2 separate regions of the Mus musculus genome follow, and region 1 is linked to region 2. The links are chromatin contacts, called in public Hi-C maps. All regions are on one chromosome and are shown on one strand. Each heading gives the region's core, a stretch centred on a gene start, on an enhancer-like site or on the middle of the called end of the contact. The rest is flanking DNA. Distances are from core to core; before and after follow the strand shown.

Region 1 (4,728 bases), core at 1,034-3,533, 37 kb before region 2:
ATTAGAAATCTTACATTTGTAGTTGCCAAAATTAAGTTGTATTTCCAATGATGCCCCATCTTTGTGGTCTAAAAGAGACTTCTGTTGTGCTGGGTATGGGGCCTTGTGCGAGCTTAACAAATACATGGCCACTGAACTATATCCTCATCTCCCTAAAGAGGCTTGGAGAAGACAAAGGAGAAGAAAGGAGTAAGAATAATGGCCCTGGGGTGGGATCCCTACCTCACACCATCAAAACCAAGGCTTATGTGGGCTAATGAGGGCTAAGCATCTAGTATCCTTACTTAGATGTGTTGTCAAATCTGTATCTGGGGTGAGTAGATGTCTGCTCATCTCTCCCCAGGAATAGAGTCACACACAAGAGGAAAGTCATTGGCTCAGAAAGGACACACACACACACACACACACACAGCCCTAAGATGAGAGAGACCACAAGCATCAACTCAGGAAGGAGGAGGACCGATTCTAGAGATATTAAAAGCTAATCACAGGCTTGGTACTCACTGGCTGTGGGAACCCTGGAGACAGTAGCATGGTCTAAGGTCAGCAGCAAATCACTGGGTGACTCCTGATGACTAAGATGAGACAGGCAAGCAAGGATCAGGGCTGGGAAAGATAATGTGGCACCTTCTGGGGAGTATGTCTACATGACCAGTCCAGAGCTCAGGAGCTGTCTATGTAGGAGTCACTGTACACCATAATTATAGGTCTGACAGGAGCTGAAACTGCATGGGAGACTACAGAATGGGGATGAATAAGTGTAGTAAATCTCACCTTCAGGTCTCTGTGCCTCTCACCTCACACCAGCTAAACTGGTTTTGTCTATGGTTTTGACTATAGAGGACTATCCATGTCTAAAAGCAAATCAAATTGTGTACTTAAAAAGATATGGAATCGGGCAGTGGAGGCACACACCTTAATCCCAGCACTCAGGAGGCAGAGGCAGACAGATGTCTGTGAGTTCAAAGCCAGCCAGGTCTACAGAGCAAGTTCCAGGACAGCCAGGGCCACACAGAGAAACCCTGTTATCCAAACTCTCCTCCCCACAAAAGAAGATATGGTTTGGGAAGCTGAAAGATGGTGCAGTAGTTAGGAGCACATGTTGCTCTCCAGAGGACCAAGTTCAGGTCCCAACACCTACATGGTGGCTCACAACTATCTATATGTCCAGTTCCTTGAGATATGATGCCCTCTTCTGACTTTTTTTTTTTTTTTGAGACAGGGTTTCTCTGTATAGCCCTGGGACTCGCTCTGTAGACCATACTGGTCTTGAACTCAGAAATCCGCCTGCCTCTGCCTCCCAAGTGATGGGATAAAAGGCATGCGCCACCACTGCCTGGTTTCTTCTGACTTTCAAGGGCACCAGGAATACATGGAACACACATACATACATGTAGGCAAGCATTCATATGCAAAAAAATGTAAGATGACACAGTTTGAGTATCTATGGAAATTAAAACAAGGGGTAGTGAAAAGAATGTTCTGGAATGGCTAACATGGTGATGTTCAGTAGAGCAATTTATAAAACTGCAGGTTTTTCATGTGTCCTTTCCACTAGAAACAGCCAGACTGGCATCCTCCCTCTTGGGGGTTTGCCAATGAGTTGAGAGTTCTCAATCTGAAAGCCCTTTTAACAAGCAGTGTCGTTGGATTCTGATGAATCTCAGATGGCTACTGCACCTCTATGCATGCTCTTGAACACTGAGGCCTGGTGAAAGTCCTGGCCCATTTGGACCTCAGGATTAGAGCTTCCAATTCTTTTTTTTTTTTTTTAACCAAGAAACAACAGCCACCCTACACACATATACATATCCAGGGTGATGATTTCCTGATTGCAGTTTTTTTTTTTTTTTAAGATTTATTTATTTAAGTACACTGTAGCTGTCTTCAGACTCCAGAAGAGGGCATCAGATTTCGTTAAGGATGGTTGTGAGCCACCATGTGGTTGCTGGGATTTGAACTCGGGACCTTCAGAAGAGCAGTCTGTGCTCTAAACCACTGAGCCATCTCGCCAGCCCCGAGCTTCCAATTCTTAGAAACATGGAATTTTTAAAAAATTTATTTCTTCCTTGGCAATTTCATGCATGTATATAATAGATTCTGGTCACACACAAACCCATTTTCTTATCTTCTTCCACCATCCCCCAAGTCCCTATCCCACTATCTTATCTTTGTCTTTTTCTTTTGAGACCCATTGGGTTTAACCAGGGCCTCTCCAGTGGGCATGGGTGTGGAGCTATCCACTAAGGCATGAGTCACTTATCAGTGACTACATCACTGAAAGCAATTGCTTTCTCTCTAGCAGCCTTGGATTGCCAGCAGCTCCCCTGGGTGAGGCTGAGAACCATGAGCCTAACCTTGTCTGGAAACTGAACATTTACAGAGTCAGCCTTATGCAGGACCCATGCATTCAACCACAGTTACCTCAAGTTCTTGAGTAACATAGCCATATTATGCCCATAAAAAAGCACATTACAAACCTTCCCCACACCCCTAACTTTACATTGTATTTCACCTTCTTTTCTAAAAGTCTCCCCTCAGCCTTGCATGGAGTAACGTGGAGGCCACAGTTAAGACTGAGCATTCAAGAGTTAACGTTTTCAGCACAATGACCAACCATGTGCCTCAGCATTTCCTGCTACTCAATGCAGAGAGGAGCATCTTTGCTGAAAGCTGAGGACAGTCTATGTCTGGACAATGTGTCCACTCAGTAAAACCACAAATTAGGCTCACACCTGGGACCCTTAAGCTCCTCAGACCAGGTCCGCAGTACGGGGCATGAAGAGAAGGCCTTAAGAATCAATCAAAAAATCAATTGGCTACACCCATCATAGTCATTCCAGAACATACCTTTTGCCTGGCAAGTTGGAATTGTAACATACAAGATCCAAAGTTGAGCAAGCCTGTTGAAGACTTTTCTCCTCCAGCAGCCTACAGAGCAGCTCCTGTGAAGGCTAGTCAGGTAGGAAGAAGCTTGCCCCTCGGTTCCAGTATGATTTCTCTGTTCTCTACAACCAGGGTGTGTGAAGTCTTCAGCAATCCAGTCCTTTGGGCAACCAAGGGCGTTGGCTATAACCTATACATATATAGTCTTGGTGGGGAGCTAAGGGGAGCCTCTGGAGTTGTTTTGGCTACCAGCTCTTAAGGAGGAGTACTTGGACACTTGGATTCTTGTTTAATAACCTATAGCTTCTGGAATCATTACCCACATGGTGTATCTGTTCAAACTCTTCTAACATTAGGAGCATTATTTTCCTTTTTATTTTATTCTAAGGGTCTCACTATATAGACTTCTGACCTAGAACCCACTAGGTAGACCAAGCTGACCTCAAACTCACAGAGATCTTCCCGGCTTTGCCTCCCATGTGTTAGAATTAGAGGAGTGTGAGCCCCATATTTGTTTTTATTTTTTATTTTTATGTACTTACTCAAGGGAGGAGTACACAGGCCACCATGAATGTGTGGAGATTTTTTTTTCTTTTTCTTTTAGAGACAGGGTTTCTCTGTATAGCCCTGGCTGTCCTGGAACTCACTTTGTAGACCAGGCTGGCCTCGAACTCAGAAATCTGCCTGCCTCTGCCTCCCGAGTGCTGGGATTAAAGGTGAGCACCACCACCACCCAGCCAAATGTGTGGAGATTAAAGCAGAACTTCTAATCCATTCTCTTCTTCCACCCTATGAGTCCTAGGTTCAAACTCAGGTTGTCAGGCTCCACAGCAAATATCCTTACCTGCTGAGCCATCTCACCAGTGCAAAAACATAGGATTTGATGTTTCACCTCAATAGAACTGCTTCATGGAAGGAAATCCAAGTTGAAAAAACTTGGCAGAAAGATTTCTGAGTTCGAGGCCAGCCAAGGCTATACAGAGAAACCCTGTCTTGAAAAACCCAAAACAAACAAACAAACAAAAATAATATTACTTTAATTTTTTTTTTATTCAGATAGGTCTCATGTAGCCCTAGTTGCTATCAAGCTACCATGTGGCCAAGGGTGACTTTGAGTTAGTGACGCCTCTGCCACCAACCTTTTGAGTGTTGGAACTACAGGTATGCGCTATCATTCTTTCCAGTGCCAGTTCTTATTTTTATAACATTCTAAGCTTTAAAAAAATTATTTTGCCAATAAATAAATATACCGCCCCCGAAATAAACAAAGAAGAAAAAAGAAAAAGAAATTGCTGCCAAATGAGTTTATTGAAGTGGACTTTTTCTTCTTTAATGATATGCTTGTTTTAAACAATATTCTATAGAGGATCTAGAGCGATGGCATAGCTTTTAAGAGTACCTACTGTGCATGGCGTGGTGGCTCATGCCTTTAATCCCAGCACTCGGGAGGCAGGGGCAGGCGAATTTCTGAGTTCAAGGCCAGCCTGGTCTACAAAGTGAGTTCCAGGACAGCCAGGGCTATACAGAGAAACCCTGTCTCGAAAAACCAAAAAGAGAGAGAGAGAGAGAGAGAGAGAGAGAGAGAGAGAGAGAGAACCTACTGCTTCTGCAGAGAACCATGTTCAGTTCCCAGCACCGACTGGTAGCTTATAACCAACTTAACTCCAGTATCCAAGGATCTGAAACCTTCTTATGGTCTCCATAGACACCAGACAAACACACGGCATACACTGAACACTCTCAAACATAAAATAAAATAAATAAATATTTTTAACTACAGAGATATATCCAACTTTTTAATCACAACTCCATTTAGAGTTCTGCTCAATGCATTAGATTCCT
Region 2 (4,631 bases), core at 1,788-4,287:
CTCACAGGTCAAAGGCACTCCAGATAAGCACCGCTGTCAGTCAACAACCTAAGTTTCCCCAGCTGCCTATTCTTGAGGGTGCGATCGCTCCTCTACTTGGGACTCCCCTCCACTACCTACCAGTATCACGGGGCTGACCAACTCCTAGACTTTACCTTCTTTCCCTAGTCTATTTGTCGCAGCAGGTATCAAGTTAACTGCCTACAAATGCTGGCCCCCAGGTGTTACTTTGGAATTTGCATCTTAGACAGCCCCAAAGTAGCTAGCCCTAGGTGGTCCAGCTACATAGATTGCTCCTAAGTGGCTTGTGCTTCCCAAGTCCCTGGAGGGGCGGGAGAACCTGGGCATCCATCCACCAGAGCGGAAACAGCCCGCAGCCTTACTCCGGGGCCTTGGTCAGCATTCCAGCTTTCCTGGGCTGCTGACAAAGCCCCAGTTTCAGCCTAATAACTAAGGGACGACCCCTTTACTGACAACAAAAACCTGGGATGCTAGGTCTTAAACCCTAGCGTAAAACTCAGCATCCCTCAGTCCGTACCAGTTACAAGGTCCTCTTAGTCGGTTTACTCTGCCCCCTACCCTGAACTCTCCAGTACAGGAACTGGGCTGAGTTGCCCTTCTACCAATAACCCAGCTATTTTGGCCCCTTGGCCACTGCACCTGGTTTCCCTCTCTCTATCTTCCTCTTCTCACACGGCGTGGCTCAGCTTCCTCTTCATTCTGGACCCTTCCACATACCTCTAGCTATGGGCTCCCTCATATCGCTAATCTCAATCTTTTTCCAGACTACCTAGTCTGTGTAGCTCTGGTTATCCCGAAACTGGGTTTTTAGACTAGGTTCATAAGATTCCCTAGCCTTTGCCTCTGAGATCACTGGCTAAAAAAATGTTAATCCGTACCTAGAAGCAGTCACGTCCTCCTTTCCTTCCTTTCTTTTTATCATTAAAATTACTGTATTTGTGTATTTGTTGTGGGCAGAGCAAGTGCCAGGCTGTTACAAGCCCTGAGCATCTACCCCAAAACAACAAACAGCAAAACCCTTGTTAAGGTAAATCCAGTTGGACACATTAAACTGAATTAAAAATTGAATTTAAAATCTAAAAATTAAAAAATGTTAGAAACAGATAATCCAGCTTATTAAAATGGGGGATGGAGAGTCTCTGCAAAAGAGGGGCAGCTGTGAGATTCATGTTAGTTTCCTGTTGCGGCATCTCCTAGTAAAAGCGCCGACTTTAAGTCTTCCGTTCTTTAAAACTTGTCGTAGGAACGATGGATCCAAACTCCAAAGTCCTGTCGGAGGTGCTTCAGGTGCGGCTGTGATCACTTTCTCTGCAACCTTCGCTTGCCTGACTTGGGGCCTCCCAGCCCGGTGTGCTGAGCGTGCCGCGGAGTCTCGTGCCTTTGCCAGGTGTTGCCTCTTCGGTAGAGCCGAGCAACCGAGATGGTCACGTCTAGAGAGCCCTGGGGCGACGCGGCTCCGCAGAACCGGCTCCTCCAAGCGGCCTCGCCCACTGCAATGCAATCTGGGTGGTTTTTCCAGATTCCCCGCCCAGTCCCAGCCCCCTCGACTCCAGGGGACAAGGAGGCAGGCTCGGAGACACCGGGGCTAGGGCGGGGCCAGGAGAGGCACCCGGGGACTCGGGAGCTGAGCGCGAGCCAGGCCTCCGCCTGCGATCCCGGACGCGGCTGCCACCTGCACCGCCGGCCCCCGTCTCCGGCCGCACCTCATCCTACCGGGAAACGCGCGCCGCGGGCCTCCGACTCCTCTCCCCACTCCCGGGAGTCAGCTCCCGCTGGGAAAGCGTAGTCTCTAGGTTGTCCTGACAAGGGTCCCCCAGGAGAGTACCAATAGGTTCCTGCGGTTGCAAGGGTGTGGCCGCTTCTTTTCACTGCAAGGATATGCAAGGCCACACACCGGGCGCCAAACGAGTAATATTTCAGACGGAATTCGGCTCCTAAGAATAGACCGGTTTAAAACAGAAAACTCGAGGGAACTCCACCGATGGCACTTTTCTAAAGTGTCAACATAACCTTATATAGCTCTTGGTGGCTTGTGGCAGGGCTGGGGTGGTTGGTGGTGGAGGCGCAGGAGTCTATGGGCATAAGTTGGCCAAGTCACACGCTCCAAGAACAAAAGGCAGGATATTTAACGAAAAGTGCGTTTGGCCTGACTGAAAAATCTCTATGAGGGCTGCGGGGCAGATGTACTTCTTAGCCAAGGCAAGTCACAGTTAACTGTGTCTGCGTCCTAGAGGGTGTTCCGGTCTCGAATTAGCAGCCAGCACGACGAAGATGTAACAATTATAGCAATAGAGAAGGGGCTACAGGTCCTTCCTCCCGAGGTTCCCCAGCTGCTTCGAGGGCTGTGATTGCATCCCAGGACCTGCCTAGCCAGCCAAGCGTCGGGTTCTGCGGCTCGGGGGTGGGGGCGGAGGCTCGCCCCGAGGTGGAGAGAGCGAATGCCAGCCTCCCGCGCCGTGAGGGGCAGGGCCAGCAGGACACCCTCCTCCGGCTGTTTGCACAGAAAGGTGTGCTGGGCTCAGGAGCGGCGTTTGCCGGGTTCCGCAATTACCCGCACCAGCTTCCCGGGCAGCCGTAGACCCGTCCCTCCCACGCGCCGCGCCCTGGGCCTCACCTCTGGCCTTCTTTTACCTTTAGGCACCTTGGTCATTCGCGCGACCCCTCAGCTTCTCCTCCCCCCCCCCCCCCCACACACCCTCGGCCAAGCCAACCCTCCAAATCCCTCAACGCTGCGTCCTCGAGCAGGGACCCTTCTCGTCGTCGTGCCCCCCGCCCCTTGGTCTGGCCTTGGCTACCCTCCTGGTGACAAGTAGCTCTTCCCCGCCTCTCTCTTTCCCTCCCCTTCCCCCAGCCCTTGCTTCCCCATTCATCCAGCCTTTGTCTCCCGCCCTCTCTTCTCCCTCCCCCAGCTCCCCTCCCACCGCTGCCACGTCGTGGTTTGAAGGAGCCAATGGCCGGGCGCCGCCAGGTGTCTCTTACCTGCACCACGTGGGGGAGGGGGGAAAAGGGGCGGGCAGGTAGAGCCACATCCCAAAACAGAAAAGCTTTCAGCCATTGCGCGCGCCTCCCGGGGGTGCAGCCCGGCTCCTGGGTTTTTTCTTAGACGCACCAGCAATTGGATACAAAAAGGGCAGGCCTGCTCTTCCCTCCTTCCACCCCCCTTCCTGCCCAGGGTGTGGAGCGCCGGCCAGGTGTGGGCTTGGGTGGCAGGTTACCGCCTTTTGCCCTGGCGGCCTCGAGGAGGGGGGTGGGCGCTTTCTTTTTCTCTTGGAAGAGGGTTTTAGCACAGGTTTTCTCGTTCTCACTTCCAACCCCACCTCGCCGCCTCCCGGCCCCCCTCCTCCCCCTCCCCACCTATCGTCATGACGGCGTCTCCGGATTACTTGGTGGTGCTTTTTGGGATCACTGCTGGGGCCACCGGAGCCAAGCTGGGTTCGGATGAGAAGGAGCTGATCCTGCTGTTATGGAAAGTCGTGGATTTGGCCAACAAGAAGGTACTTTACTATGTTCTGGTCCAAACGAGGAGTCGGGGCAACAACTTTATTGAAGAAAGTTGGAGAAAGGGTAGTCGGTTTCTTTTCCCTTTCCTTTTTTTTTTTTTTTTCTTTTCTTCACTTTTCTTTAAGTGGTTGCACGCTTATGAAGCGGGGCCCCGAGGCCTAGAGAATCCATAGCAGAATCAAACCTGTTGGCCAACCACCTTGGAGCCGTTTAAATCTTCTGAAACTTGGCTCAGGTAGAAAAAGGCCTCTCGCTGCCGAGCCGCGTTCTCTGAGAGTCGCAGAACGCCTATGCCAGGCTGGTGGTCCCCGGGGCGCTAGGGTCCCCTCCTTGGCCTGGGCGACTTGATCCGGGTAGGGTGGGGGTGGGGCGACCAGATCCCTGGGTTTCTAGGGAGCTTTGATTCTGCTGTTAGGTGCCTGTAGAGCTCGAGCCGTCCAGGAAAAGCCAGGGAGGAGGAAGGATTTCCAAATTGAAAAGGGGGGAAACCGACCCCTTGTTTTCTACCCCTTATTCCCCGAGGTGGGACAGCTGCACGAAGTACTAGTTAGACCGGATCAGTTGGAACTGACAGAGGATTGTAAAGAAGAAACTAAAATAGACGCCGAAAACCTGTCTTCCGCGCCGCAGCTGGACCAAGCCCTCCGACAGGTGACAGTTTTGGCCAGGCCACGCCGCCCACCCCCATCCAGGTGGCCCCCATACTCGACCCGACCCAACCCTGCGGCTCCACGCCCTCGTGGGGCGGCCTCTGCTTGTTTCTGGGGTGGGGTGGCGAGGTTCCCAGCCTTGTGTGTGGGAGTCCGGCCGGGGGGCGGGGGAGGGCTGCGGTGCTTGACTTCCCGGCCCCCAGGGTCTCGAGATTGAGATGGGCTCGAGCTCCTGTTGCCTCCTGAGTAGTTCTTTGGGCAGGAGAATCCGCCGCGCGAGGTTTACCTCACGGGCCGCCAGCGAAGTTGCAGTGCCAGCTCCGAGCTCACCCAGTCTCTCCTGGTATCTGGGTCTGTAGCTCGCCTGGGGTTGGAGGCGCAGTGCTGTAGAGGGGTAGACCCTCAGTCATACCGCGCTAATGCTAGCTATGGCTGTAATTTGGTTTGCACCTGAGTGCC

What was found. A called contact is a pair of places that touch in the nucleus more often than the background predicts.
Region 1: a contact with region 2 is called in a Hi-C map of epidermal suprabasal cells, with 2.0 times the contacts expected there. The contact joins the enhancer-like site here to the promoter of Esrp1 in region 2. A contact is called at or near these places in 4 of 484 Hi-C or Micro-C datasets (embryonic stem cells, epidermal suprabasal cells, nephron progenitors and 1 more), 4 of 115 datasets of contacts at active chromatin or transcription factors (double positive thymocytes and embryonic stem cells) and 3 of 9 other capture datasets (adipose tissue, liver and pancreatic islet).

Annotation. Positions count from the first base shown.
Region 1 is chr4:11,421,301-11,426,028 of GRCm38.p6, reverse strand. No RefSeq gene overlaps it. Among named protein-coding and RNA genes, the nearest start is that of Gm35631, 37 kb to the right of the region's middle. Within about 2 kb of position 2,283, at least 9 of the 459 cell types and tissues checked have an H3K27ac peak or open chromatin away from gene starts, as enhancers often do. A contact at or near this core is called in epidermal suprabasal cells, where this site is marked.
Region 2 is chr4:11,385,189-11,389,819 of GRCm38.p6, reverse strand. Esrp1 (epithelial splicing regulatory protein 1) reads left to right here and starts at 3,037. Exons shown (of 16, transcript NM_194055.3): 1 at 3,037-3,515; 2 at 4,045-4,173. The coding sequence starts at 3,384. It overlaps Gm35631 (a long non-coding RNA gene), which reads right to left and starts at 2,688. Exons shown (of 2, transcript XR_390400.3): 1 at 2,636-2,688; 2 at 408-1,955. RefSeq lists an enhancer at 2,768-2,797.